2 separate regions of the Zea mays genome follow, and region 2 is linked to region 1. The links are chromatin contacts, called in public Hi-C maps. All regions are on one chromosome and are shown on one strand. The core of a region is the stretch at or near the end of the contact, and the rest is flanking DNA. Distances in the headings are between cores, read along the strand shown.

Evidence for each region. Hi-C and Micro-C count contacts between places; a contact is called where the count stands out from the background.
Region 2: a Hi-C map of ear shows a contact between it and region 1, with 3 times the contacts expected there. The contact joins the promoter of LOC100284671 here to the promoter of LOC103650866 in region 1. A contact is called at or near these places in 4 of 25 Hi-C or Micro-C datasets (bundle sheath, ear, leaf and 1 more).

The regions. Positions count from the first base shown.
Region 1 is chr3:169,281,493-169,288,067 of Zm-B73-REFERENCE-NAM-5.0, reverse strand. LOC103650866 (proline transporter 1) reads left to right here and starts at 3,980. Exons shown (of 8, transcript XM_008676456.4): 1 at 3,980-4,411; 2 at 4,513-4,737; 3 at 4,872-4,966; 4 at 5,070-5,256; 5 at 5,514-5,641; 6 at 5,727-5,942; 7 at 6,070-6,300; 8 at 6,377-6,575. The coding sequence starts at 4,303. The coding sequence ends at 6,526.
Region 2 is chr3:169,648,978-169,656,413 of Zm-B73-REFERENCE-NAM-5.0, reverse strand. LOC100284671 reads right to left here and starts at 4,361. Exons shown (of 5, transcript NM_001365697.1): 1 at 3,932-4,361; 2 at 1,997-2,240; 3 at 1,749-1,877; 4 at 1,464-1,572. The coding sequence starts at 4,043. The coding sequence ends at 1,482.

The sequences.
Region 1 (6,575 bases), core at 2,731-5,230:
TTGCGGGGAGACGGCGCTCGTCTTCGTCTCAGACGCGAAGTCGATGCCCGACGTGTCCCCCGTTGGGGCGTCGGCGCCGTCGACTCGCTCGATAGCCGACAAGGTGCCGCCTCCTGCTTGGCCTCGGTTGCCCCGCCTCCTCCTCCGTCGGCGGGGGAGGGGACGGGACAAGCCCGAATGTTGTTCTTCCGCCACGTGGGGAAGACGTCGTCGATTCCGCCGCCGGCGGGCGGGTTGTCGACCGCCATTGTCGCTGTCGCGCGGCGGAGGAAGGAGTATCATGTCATAGCTGCCGTCGAGGGACATGAACTCAAGACTCCCGAAATGGAGCACCGTCCCGGGCTGGAAAGGTTGCTGGAGACTACCCATCTGGAGCTTTACGGGAAGTTGTTCGTCAACAGGCAGCAGGCCCCTACCTGGCGCGCCAACTATCGGCGTTTCGAACCCGGGGGGTCCCTGGACCGACGAGTAAATTGTCGCCGCGTGCCCCAGCCCAGATGGGTCGGCGTGAGACGGAGCGCGAAGGGGGGAAGAAGCCGGAGGGAGACAGGCGTAAAAGGGGAAACCCGCGGCCTTCGTGTTTGTCCCGCGCCCAGGTCGGGTGCGCTTGCAGTAGGGGGTTACAAGCGTCCACGCGGGAGGGAGCGAGCGGCTTACGCGAGCGCCGTCCCGTCCTTCCCCGCGCGGCCAACCCTCTGTAAGAGGGCCCTGGACCTTCCTTTTATAGGCGTAAGGAGGGGGTCCAGGTGTACAATTGGGAGGTGTAGCAGTGAGCTAACGTGTCTAGCAGAGAGGAGCTAGTGCCCTAAGTACATGCCGTCGTGGCAGCCGGAGGGGTTTTGGCATCCGGTTCGTGTGGTGTCGTGGCCGTCGGAGGAGCGCTGGAGCCTGGCGGAAGGACAGCTGTCGGGGCTGTCGAGTCCTTGCTGACGTCTCCTTGCTTCCGTAAGGGGGCTGAGAGCCACCGTCGTCATGGAGCATGCGGGGCACCATCATTACTTGTTTACCGGGGCGAGCCAGATGGGATGCCGGTCTTGTTCCCCGTAGCCTAAGTTAGCTTGGGGTAGGGTAATGATGGCGCCTCCTGTGACGTGGTCGGTCCGAGCCCTGGGTTGGGTGAGGTGGAGGCTCCTCCGAGGTCGAGGTCGAGTCTGTCTTCCGAGGCCGAGGTCAAGTCCGAGCCCCTGGGTCGGGCGAGGCGGAGACCGTCGGCTGAGGCCAGGGCTGAGTTCGAGCCCTGGGGTCGGGCGATGCGGAGTTCGTCGTCTTCAGGGGCTGAGCCCGAGTCCGAGCCCTGGGGTCGGGCGAAGCGGAGTTCGTCGTCTTCCGGGGCTGAGCCCGAGTCCAAGCCCTGGGGTCGGGCGAAGCGGAGTTCGTCGTCTTCCGGGGCTGAGCCCGAGTCCGAGCCCTGGGGTCGGGCGATGCGGAGTTCGTTGTCTTCCGGGGCTGAGCCCGAGTCCGAGCCCTTCGGGCGATGCGGAGTTTCCTATGGCGCATGAAGCCGGACTTGGCTGCTGTCAGCCTCACTCTGTCGAGTGGCACAGCAGTCGGAGCGGCGCAGGCGGCGCTGTCCTCTTGTCAGGCCGGTTAGTGGAGCGGCGAAGTGACTGCGGTCACTTCGGCTCTGTCGACTGAAGGGCGCGTGTCAGGATAAGGTGTCAGGCCACCTTTGCATTAAATGCTCCTGCGATACGGTCGATCGGCGTGGCGACTCGGCTAAGGTTGCTTCTTGGCGAAGACTGGGCCTCGGGCGAGCCGAAGGTGTGTCCGTTGCTTGAGGGGGGTCCTCGGGCGAGACGTGAATCCTCCGGGGTCGGCTGCCCTTGCCCGAGGCTGGGCTCGGGCGAGGCGAGATCGTGTCCCTTGAGTGGACCGATCATTGACTTAATCGCACCCATCAGGCCTTTGCAGCTTTGTGCTGATGGGGGTTACCAGCTGAGATTAGGAGTCTTGAGGGTACCCCTAATTATGGTCCCCGACAAATATATTCCATGATTTTAAGTTTTGTTTTATTGTCTCTTCTCATGTCAACTTTGGCCTTCACATACCTCTCTTCCCATTACTATCACATCTTAGGATTTTATTAAGCACTAGTGCCTGTAGAGGTCTCTATTGAATATGTCCAGACCATCTCAACCGGTGTTGGATAAGCTTTTCTTCAATTGGTGCTACCCCGTGCCAATCACTTACATCATCATTCTGTACTCAGTCCCTTCTTGTATGTCCACAAATCCAACACAACAATATATTTCGGTAACACTTATCTTATGAACACGACGTCTTTTTGTACACCAACATTTTATACCATACAATATGACGTGTCGCCAAGAGGGCGTCGATCAGGTTGTTGCTTATTTAATATCATACCTAGGTTCTGTTATGACACATCGCTAAGAGAGTTATGTCCCAATAGATTTATTTAGGTTTCATCTTTATTAGAATGGTGAGTTTCAATATCAGCTCATCAAACGTGTCGTAACTTAATAGTCGACTTAAAGACATGCTATGTTAAGGAAACATAGGGTATAACCGCAGCTTAGAAGCAAATTAAACATGAAATACACCAGCGTGGTTAGCTCGTAGACCGACGACTGGCTTGTCAATGGGTCTGTTTGTTTCGGCTTCTGGCAGCTTCTGGCCACCAAAAGCTGCTACGGACTACCAAACACTCAGCTTTTCAGCCAGCTTCTATAAAATTCGTTGAGGCAAAAACCATCCAAAATCAACATAAACACATAATCGGTTGAGTCGTTGTAATAGTAGGAATCCGTCACTTTCTAGATCCTGAACCCTATGAATAACTTTATCTTTATCCACACGTAATCGTAATGATACTCAGATTCTCCACACAGCCAGATTCTCCCTACAGCCAGATTTTCAGAAAAGCTGGTCAGAAAAAAGCTGAACCAAACAGCCCCAATGGCTGGTGGGCCAACACGCTTATCAGTAGCTCAATAGTCGACTCAGGATAGCGGTAGCCAGGTTGCCGAGTAGACTGAGCCCAGCAGATTACCCAAAATTTACTCATATGTATTGTTTTGCGTAGCAAACTATAAATAAATCAATAAAATACGAGTCATACGAGTCCCTGCTATCCTATCGGCACCGACTGAGATGCTAGATGAGATGCTGGATCCTATCGGCACCGACTGCCATGTCCGTCATACGAGTCCCTGCTATCTGTCAGCTCTCTAAGTTCACTCTCGGTCGTTTAGACTTTCCGCAGCGCATGCCGCTCTACCTCCCTCTCCCCTTGCATGTCGGCTACAGGAGACCCCCTACGCCCGCATTGTTTGCCTCTACACAGCCCCCTAGCGAGCGGAGTTCTTCTCTCTCCCTCCAGTTCTGGCATGTCACTGTTCACGCGCCCTAACACTGTTTGGTACTGCGGCTGTGGGCCCGCGATGAATTGTTAGTAGATGAAAAGTTGATAGTGGATAAAAAGTAGGTATATAAAATGATATTTTATGGTTGTGGTGGGGTATAGCCTATAGGGGAAGTGTTTAGGGGGAACCGCTGCGGGAGATAAAAGTAGGGGATGAAATGTTGATGATGTGATACCAAAAGTGATATATGGGGAAAATTTTAAAGGGAACCACTACGGATAGTATTAAGGCTGACATATTGCTATTTTTTAATCGCTATATTCCCAATTAACCAATAAAATAATAATTTTGATAAAATCCGCCATCTCACGCAACCATTTTTTTCTGCCACCCAGCTAACGGACACAGAAAAGAAGGAGATGGCCGACGCGCGCAGATGGGAGAGACAGAGAGCAAGTTGGAACCGAGGACTACGACACAGTCACACTACGTTCTCCTACGTAACAGCAGCACGACGTTATAGCACTGAATCCGATGACGCGCCGGCCGGCCTGCCTGCAGTGGGGCTGTGGGGGTCGAGACCGACCGGAGAAGAGAAGGAAATCGCAACCGCTACACTAGCCCTTGTTTGGCTCTTCGCTATGTCGTATATGCGAGCGAGCTCTAGTGCCTCAACTTTCGAAACCAAAGGCGAATTGCCCTATCGGCTTTATCTTTTCTTTTCTATCTTGGACAGCCAGCTTTCAGTGGAAATAGACCCTTTGTTTCTTCTCTCTCTTTTTTTTTACCCTTGGTGTTCTATAGTAGTCTATACCCGTGAACGAATTAATGGGCAATCGTGGCTTTTCGCTTCTTCGTGCGTTGCCTGCCTATATATGCAGCGTGATGGGGGGCATGTCCCTCCGGCCTGGGCCGTTACTAGCTTAGCTCATATACGTACGTACGCAGGAAGGCTGCAAGAGAGAGGAGCAATATAATGGCTGGTTCTTCGATGGACACTGAAGCTGCAGGCAAGGAGCTCAAGCAGGGCAGCGGCGGCGGCGGCGGCTACACCATGCCGGCTACTGCTCATGCGGTGGACACAGGTATGTATGAAGCGAACGAAACATGCATGCTAGGCTAGCTGTTGTGATTTTTCTTCAACTATGGTTGTCATGTTGTCGCCTCTGCATGCATGCGCGCGCAGACTCGTGGCAGCAGGTGGGGCTGCTCCTGGTGATCGGCTTCAACTGCGCCTACGTGCTCAGCTTCTCCAACCTCATGATGGTGCCCCTGGGCTGGGCGTGGGGCGTCGCCTGCCTGCTGCTCGTCGGCGCCGCCGCGTGGTACGCCAACTGGCTCCTCGCCGGCCTCCACTTCGTCGACGGCCAGAGGTTCATCCGCTACAGGGACCTCATGGGCTTCATATTCGGTAAGCACGCATTAGCTTCGCTTAGCTAACTAAAACGTACGACACCTTTCATTTGGAAAGAGGGAGTGCCACCTCATACAGTATGTGTTTGTCTTCTTTTTTTATATATACGCTTTAATTTGTTTGTTCTCAAGGGAGGAACATGTACTACATCACCTGGTTCCTGCAGTTCGCAACTCTACTTCTGTGCAACATGGGCTTCATTTTGCTAGGAGCAAGAGCGCTCAAGGTAAACAAAAAACTGTATCTGACCAGTGGTGGAGACTCCTAGTAGTATATATATAGCAGTAAATTAGTAATACGTACTCGTGGTTATTGTTATTATTAACCAGGCAATCAACACGGAGTTTACCCACACCCCAGCCAGGCTGCAGTGGTTCATCACGGCCACGGGAATCGTTTACTTCGCCTTCGCCTACTTCGTGCCGACGATTTCTGCCATGAGGAACTGGCTCGCCACGTCGGCGGCGCTGACGTTAGCTTACGACGTCGCTCTGCTGGCTATCTTGATCAGAGATGGTGACACGGCTTCTCTCTCGCTCTCTCTCTCTCTCTCTCTCTCTCTCTCTCTCTCTCTCTCTCTCTCTCTCTCTCTCTCTCTCTCTCTCTCTCTCTCTCTCTCTCTCTCTCTCTCTCTCTCTCTCTCTCTCTCTCTCTCTCTCTCTCTCTCTCTCTCTCTCTCTCTCTCTCTCTCTCTCTCTCTCTCCTCTGCTGTTTTGGATCTCATTCTGCAATCTGCATGCGCTTGAATCTGCTGTCCTTTCGTTTCTCGTTAGGGAAATCGAACAAGCAGAAGGACTATGACGTCCATGCCGGATCCCAAGCCGAGAAGGTGTTCAACGCGTTGGGCGCCGTCGCTGCCATCCTCGTCTGCAACACGTCCGGGCTGCTCCCGGAGATACAGGTCCGTACACGATCGAGCTCGCCGGCGGGCGACGTGGACTCGCGACGCTCTTAATTGGTTGTTAACTAGTTTCGCCGTTTTTCAGTCGACGGTGCGGGAGCCGGCGGTTCGCGGCATGAGGCGGGCGCTGCTGCTGCAGTACACCGCCGGCGCCGCGGGGTACTACGGCATCAGCGTGGCGGGGTACTGGGCGTACGGGTCAGCGGTGTCGGAGTACCTCCCCAACGAGCTCGGCGGCCCGAGGTGGGCCGCCGTCCTCATCAACGCCACCGCCTTCCTGCAGAGCATTGTGTCCCAACACGTACGCACGCGCGCGCACGCTATGTAATAATAGCCTAATAATATAGACGACGTACTAGCTACGACAGCGCTAACAAAGCTAGCCGGCCGCCGGGCGGGCGGCGGACAACATGTGTGCACGCATGCAGCTGTTCACGGTGCCGATCCACGAGGCGATGGACACGCGGCTGCAGCGGCTGGACGAAGGCATGTTCTCCCGCTACAACCTCACGCGCCGCGTCTGCGCGCGGGGGCTCGTCTTCGGCTTCAACGTCTTCGTCACCGCGCTGTTCCCGTTCATGGGGGACTTCGTCAACCTCGTCGGCTCCTTAGCGCTCGTCCCGCTCACCTTCACGTTCCCCAGCATGGCCGTCCTCAAGGTAAACGATCGAACAACCACCTGCTTGCTCGATCGATGCTCGATCTGTCTATGATTTGATCGTCTACGTGCTGCAGATCAAAGGCAAGAGCGGTGGGAGATGTAACAGACTTTGGCATTGGGGCATCATAGTTCTGTCCTCGGCTCTCTGCGTTGCTACCACCGCCGCCGCCGTTCGTTTGATCTTCAACAATGCTAGGATCTACCACTTCTTCGCCGACATGTAGCGAGCGAGTAGTAGTGGGATTGACATGTGTATCGTCACCACGAGGTGAT
Region 2 (7,436 bases), core at 3,112-5,611, 370 kb before region 1:
TGTGTGCTATGTTTGTGCCTTTGTGGTTGTGGACATTGCATTCCACTTTAGTTGCTTTAGTGCTATGTTTGTGATTGTGGACTACTGCACATTTCATTCCACTTTGTTTGTGGTTGTCTACTTGCTAGTTGCTATTAGTTGAACACTTGAACTTGTGTTATTGTGGATTTGCGGTAGTGTGGTTATGGACATGTTACATTATTATGTGAAATTTTGTTATATTCATATTTTGTCCATGTTGTTTAAAAAGACGTTTTAAAGCTCGCTTAAACGTTTTAAAGTTAAAAAGTTATCATGAGCGCTTCAGCGTTTTATCGTTTTAATAACCTTGCAGAGTAGAAACAATGTAGCAAAATGATGTGAGCCACAATTGCTTAGAATTCATGTGCAAGAAAAATGTGAGATGTCAAGCCACAAGGATATGTTAGATTATGAACCATACATACTCTTCCAAGGATCCACAGTTTTTGGAGCTTGGGAACGTATTTGGAAATCTTGGGCACCAAAGTACCAAACAAATGCAAATTCTTTGTGGCTAGTGATGCAGAAGAGGTGCTGGACAGCAGATCGGCTAGCCCGACGTAACCTACCACACCTGGCTGCATGTCTCCTGTGTGATCAGCAAGAGACAATTGATCACATGCTAACAAGCTGTGTTTTTGCCAGGCAGTTCTGTTCCTTTTTCTCCATCACTTCAATTTGCAGGAGTTGCCGCCTACAAATGAGGATGAGTCCTTTGCTAGCTGGCGGCAGAGGGGGAGCCAAAGAGTTGGGGTTGAAATTCAGAAAGGTTTCGATTCCGTTGTTATTCTATGCTCCTAGAGCCTGTGGAAGCTTCATGACACACGTGTTTTTGATGGGGTTTCTCCTAGCTTGGAAAGGGCTCTGCTCCTAGCAAAGGAAGAGGCACTTTTCTAGAGCTTAGCTGGATAGAAGGATTTCTTTCCTGACAACCTTACAGCAGGATTAACAATAGACCAGGTTGCCTTTTTAGTTTGTCGTAGTGTGAGAGTTAGCCTTGGCTTGTTTGCCTGTTCTTTTCAAAAACGGGTGAGTGAGAGATTGAGGTGGTTGTATTGGGTTTCTTTTCCCCTTTTTTCTTCTTAATACAAAGATACACAACTCTCTCGCGTGCTCGAGAAAAAAATACATAATTTCCAATATAGTGTAAAAACACTTTAAATGTGAAAATTAATTGTGAGAAGCTATTGTGCACAAAATAGCTATAATTCTGGGCCAGGGATAAAATATTCAAACTAAACATGTTCCTATGAGAAAAGAAACAAAGTTATGAGACCATTGTTCGATTTCTCTTTCTTTTATGAGAAAGCATGCATCCACCGGTTTTATTATTGCACTACCTCCAGGTTTGAAAATTAAAGAAAACATGATAGAACAACTCTTAAAGTTTGAAGTACATGGTATCAAATAGGAGCTTAAAAGTCAAGGATTCAAGGGCATACTTTGCAAGTGCCATACTTTCATTTAATAAATGGTATTCCAGAGTGTACTCTCTGTGCATATTCATCGTATTCAGAGCCAAAGAACTGCTTCAAGAAAAATTCTTCATACCTGTTCTGGGTGAAGGAATCACAAGAAAAAAAAACTAGTTTTACTCTTATCACGAAGATGTTCATATTCAATGGGTGTTGAAAACACATAACTTGGCATGCTTCTGGAAGTTCAATAATCAAGACAGAGTCTAGAACATAAGGAGGGACAAATAAAATATATTTCAGGCAGGATACGGTATCCGTTTTGAAAAGAATCGCCACAAGACCAATGTGAATGCAACTGTTGATAATGGATTACACAGCATAACCTGGGTTCCTACTGCCCATATAAGAAAGCCAGAATACCCAGGGTGGCGCATAAACCTGTACAATTAAGCAGGTTATAACAATTAACAAATGAAACTTCTGAATTGTTGTAGGGCAAATGTAGAGTAGTAACTCAATAACTTTCGAACTATTGCAAAAGGTAAATAATCATTTACCTATACAGTCCATGCGTGATCAATTGATGCTGATCTTCATAATAAGTTCTTATAACGTGTGTGAAGGCACGTCCAGCTGTCACTACAGCAAGTTTACGGATAATTTCACCGATAATAACCATTAGAAGGCCAATATTACTGACAAACCAGAACTCCTTTACTTCCGGGAGAATAAGAATTTCTGTCAGGTGTTCCAGCATTGCAAAACCCATTGCCAATACATACTGCTTGCTAATAAGAAGTGCTGCATGAGAAGCAACTTCATTACTAACAATACTGCCAAAAATAAAGAGAGGATAATGCAAAGTATAATCTAAACTGTAAGTATCAACAAGCGACAGCCAAATGCTTCTCCAGGTGCTGTTTGATCAGTGTCCAGTAGCTAAATAAAGTTTTGAACTTTTGGTTGTATTATTTGATTGCACGTTTTGTCCACAGAAGACCTACAAAACTTTGAGAACCCTTGATATATTCACCATTTCCATCAAAGCCAGAATTTAAAAAATTAACAGTTTAAAACAAAAACCAGCATCATGCTAGGCCAAGTTTCAGGAATTATTTATGTACTTCTTAGTGTTCTGAAATGAAAATACCGTGAACATTGGTGCAACCTAATCCCTGTTTGGAAGGAAAGCATGGTTTGATCACATACTACATGAGCTGGCCCAATGCAAGCTGCAGTTGCACAAGCCCAATTAGAAGTAACTAATTCCATACTCTATTTGCTTTGATGGGAAGAGTAAAGACTCCTACAGAGATTTTATGTTTGATTTGTTCTATGCATGTATATTGGGTAGGGCTTCAGAAACAAGAGCCTACGAGTCAGATGGGAACAGGGGGCAGCAATTCTGAAATCGGTGGCTTTGCAATTCCACCAGCAAGTCCAACAGAAAGATGACTCTCAGGTGATCATCAAGACTTGAAGACTTCAGTTCTTTGCTGCTTGGAAGTCACTCTTCGCTGGCTTGCGTGCCGTGGCACCCTCATCTGGCTTGTAATAGGTTGGTTCAGTTTTTAGTGTTAGCTTCTTATGAATGGCAGGCCTAGTGCAGTGGTGAGAGCTGTCTCACTGAGTCACCAGATTGCGGGTTTGAAGCGGCCTCTCCGCATTTGCGTGAAAAATGCATGCCTTGGTTTATCCTTTCCCCAGACCCCACTCATGTAGCGTCCTCCAGCAGCAAGTCTGCTCTTCTTATGTCGATCTGAAACTTGTTGTTTGCTGTGTGTGGCATACTCGCCGTCTGAAACTGGGAAATGACTTGAAACCAGTGCAATTTACTTACCGTCCATAATGAAATTCGGTTCATCCATTGTGGAAAAAACTAATGATTTATGAAGCAATTAAATTTTTTATAAGCTTCATTTGTCAAAACATGTTCACTGAAGAACTTTGATCGTACTTTCTAATTTTCGAGATTTTAACTGAAAATCCAGGCCCACTGTGATATGTTCCTTAAATTCTAAATTCAATAGGAGCAACACTTGGCAGCTTGTTTCTATTAAATGAAACAGACAGGTGCTAGCTGCTAAAGTTGACGTAGATCAGATAGCAAGCGCAGTTTACAAAATATATAGACTACAAAGTCCACTACAAATACTCTGGCTAGGCCAAATGGCATTTCAAACCCAAGCAAGAAATTGTGAAGACACACATCTTTACTCAGCAGAAATTTGCTTCAACTACTCAGTGAGACTGCTAGAATCTAGTAACGAGACTGAGGTGGAATCTAGGAATCCCTCAATACAACTTTGATATCTAGTAAACCTCACGAGCACAAATCAACTCACCCAACGAAGGCGATCTGTTTTAACTTCTGAGCAGAGCGCTAGAATTTGGGATTTGCATAAGACCAGTTTCAAATCCACCGAATTTCACGAGCACACAGTCCAAGGCACACTCAAATCGCAAGAGACATGAGGTCATGGTGCACTCACAAGTAGCGGTGACGTTCTGGCGGCCGTGGAAAGCGGCAGCGAGGACGTACTCGGAGCCGTGGAAGAAGACCAGCGCGGCCGCAAACTGCCAGGCCTGTCTCCGCCCCGACATGGTCAGGGTGGAGATCTGGAGCACCAGGCTTGCGCTAGGGCTCTGGGGTGCTGCCGTGCTAGGAGGAGATCAGTGGCGGAGACAACCACGAATCCAAGACCGGGCACAGACACAAAGTGGAGAAGGGAGGGCGTGGTCAGGCCTCACTGCCTCAGGCGGCCGTCGGCCGGACGTGGCCAGTGCCCGGTGGCCGGGCGGGCGCAGAGGCTAGATGGTGGGAGGTTGCCGGCTCACGGGGTGGCGGCGGGCGCGTCTGGCGGCGAGGAGGTGAAGGTGACGTTGTGGAGGTGGACTGGTGGAGGCGAGGCGCTGAGATGTGCCGTGTGCGGCAGTCGCGAGGAGATGGAGGCGCGCCCCCAAAAGACTTTCGGTTGCATAGGGACAAGAGGAGATCAAGGAAATTAAATTATTTTCTAATTAATTTTTGATTAAAAGGAGATTTAATCTTCTCTTATCTTCTTCTAACCGAACAAATCTTAAAGTGACGACGATTAGCCGAGGACGAGACGTGTGGAGACGAAGACCAGGATGCGAAAGCATAGGGTTTGGTCATTATCAAATTGTTCACTTGATTTTAATATGAAACAACTTCTATTGTTTTTACAATGTTTCATCTCTATGGATTACAGATAAAGCAGTCCAAACAACTGGCTCTAATTCAAAGTGAATAGGCCACATATGTTTTGGGTTGGGCCAAGTCAGGCCTTAGCTTCGCCACTAGAGGACATGCTTGGTCGCGAGGTGGGTCGAGGAAGGGATACCGCGTGCATGCATACGCTTTTAGACCAAAGGTATACCTATGCTTTTATCCACACACACCTGTATGGGAAAAGCGAAGTTAGTACTGGCTCGCGTTTGTGCTCCTAGTACCACAACATCAGCGGTGTACCACGTCGTTGCACGTGTCGACGCTGTTATGAGATTGCGGTGGCGGTGAGAGGTTTGCAGCGCTACTAGAGATGGGTCCACTGCGATGGAGAAGGTGACGGGAGGGATCGGGAGCGGTTGCTCGGGAGGTGGGGCTAGTTGGGTTCGTCTTGTGCTCGAACAACAACATGGTTAGACTAGACCCGAAAGCAACGTGGTTGAGATAGAGAGTAGCAGGGAGCATGCAACACTAAATGAAGAGAGCCTATGCTTCAAAACATCACACTCAGAGTTATGCCAGAAACTCTTTACCAAATCCATTTCATCAAATCCAACAACGTATTCCAAGATTCATGTGGTTCGAGCAACTGCTAATCGAAGGGCATAGAGAAACCAAATCTTACAAGCTAAGGCGATAACAGATTCTGCAAGCTACACATGCATAATAACAAGGATTGGATTTGAATACAGAAGGCGAGGGAAGGGGAAGAGATTGTGTCACCACATAGTACCTTTTTGTCCTAGTGAAGGGCAGTCCATATGTGGACCCTATCTGGACTGCCAGAAGAGGTACGCACCGAAGGTCATCGCGAAGTAGGTCGCCACCCGCACCATATTCTTTCCCTTCTTTGATCTCTCTAGTTGCGCCCCTTCCTTCGGCTCCACCATCGATTTGGGGATTTTGCAATGGCTGCGGGATGTAGCTTCTTCTAGGCATGAAGTACCACCAATGGACGACCCAGTATCTCTTCCGACCTTAGAGGAGCTATATGGGTTGGACCTTTATTCCCTTATGGGTCTAAATCGGTTGTGACTATGGGCATGTTTGATACATGAACTAACGAGAATATCAATATAGGGTTAATTCTAAACTAATAAAAGCTAACGATAGCTAATTGATGATTAGAGTCTATTAATTTCCATTAACTTATAATTGTATTGTATTTTTTATATTTTCGCAAGGTGAGCTAATTTTTAGCTCTATGATAAGAGCGCTCTTATTCATATAAGTAATCACTAACACACCTTTCTAGCCTTTCTAGTCATACCCCTTCAAAGGCCCTATTTTTACACTTGTACATAGTTCCTTCCTAGCTCCCACTTAAATAGAGTCAGTGTGCGCCTAGGAAACCTAGAATATAGTGGTATATGTCAGTTGACCCCAATGCTAAGTAGTTCATCAAAGATGCCTAGAGGCAACACCCTAGGAATAGTGAAGGCATGGCACGAATACGCTCTGCCATGGTGGGTCATTCTTTTTGTCCTAATCCATCCTTGATCAACATCTACCAGATGTCTCACCACCCTCCCGAGCCATTAGCTAAGGCCCTAAAATGGTTTAGGCAAAAAGTCGTAGGAATATAGCTAAGAATTGTGTAAGTAAGGCCCCCCGACATGGTAGAACTTTATGGCCTTCTTCATGACTTTATGCATGAATGATTTTTTACCTATCCTATGAAGCCTATCCTCATGTAACTCCTTCTTTGGCCCCCAAGGTGCTAGCACACTAGCTCAACAAGCAGGAGGTGGCATACTCATAAATAGCCAATCATGGTTCAAGTACTCTCTACTTATGAAACAATTTCCTTAATTGTTTTACCATACCTTTTGGGGGTCCAACTCTTAGATTAAAATGCAACCCTTTTGATCTCTTGTATAACAAAGTCATTGCATCTTTGCACAAGCTAGGATGGGTTGGTTTCTAGCAGCATGTCCCTGTGCTAAATGGAATGATAAATATGCCTGAAGGCAGTACCCCAACAATAGTCAAATCATGCTATAGATTTGCTCTACTATGGTGGGTCACTCTTCTCGGCCCGGTCTGCCCTTCCTTTGCTCCATCACACATGGGCTTGCTCTTGTGACACCACCATTCTAAGTCATCAGCTGGGCCTTAAAGAGGTTCTAAGAGTAGCATAAAAAACTTATAGATACGTATAGTGTAAGGGTGGCCGATGATAAGGTAATTTTTATTGCTTTCTCTAAGATTGCATGTAGGAATAACCTATACTTCTACTTATGCAGCATATTGCCCTCTTAGGGGCCTTGATGCTATCGGTGTCCTAAGGGCCATGCGAGTCCTATGCGAGCTTCTTGCACTATCAAGGGCCCCATATCCCAATAGTGATAGAACTTGAGGGGGGATTTGACAAAATGTGCTTAGGACCCTTATGGCGCCAAGGGTATTGTTTATGACTATGATACCACCACTTGGCCCTAGAACAACATCGAGCCAAGGGAAAGATCAATTCAGGGTCCATGGCATTATAGGGGGCCCAAAACCTACATTGCCCTACTCTTAGTTACTAGGCCCATAAGACCCCTAGAGTTTGAGGCAAAACTACTTTGGGACCTTTCTATGCTAAGCTCTTCAAACTTATTAAACCTCATATCCTGGGGCCCATGGAACAAATAAAGCCAACCCCTTGTGATGTTAAGTAGGTCGGGTCTAGCTTGGGTGGGAATCTGACATCGGTTTGGTGGTTGTGTGAACCCGGGTCCATTCAGCCATGAAATTAGCAAGAG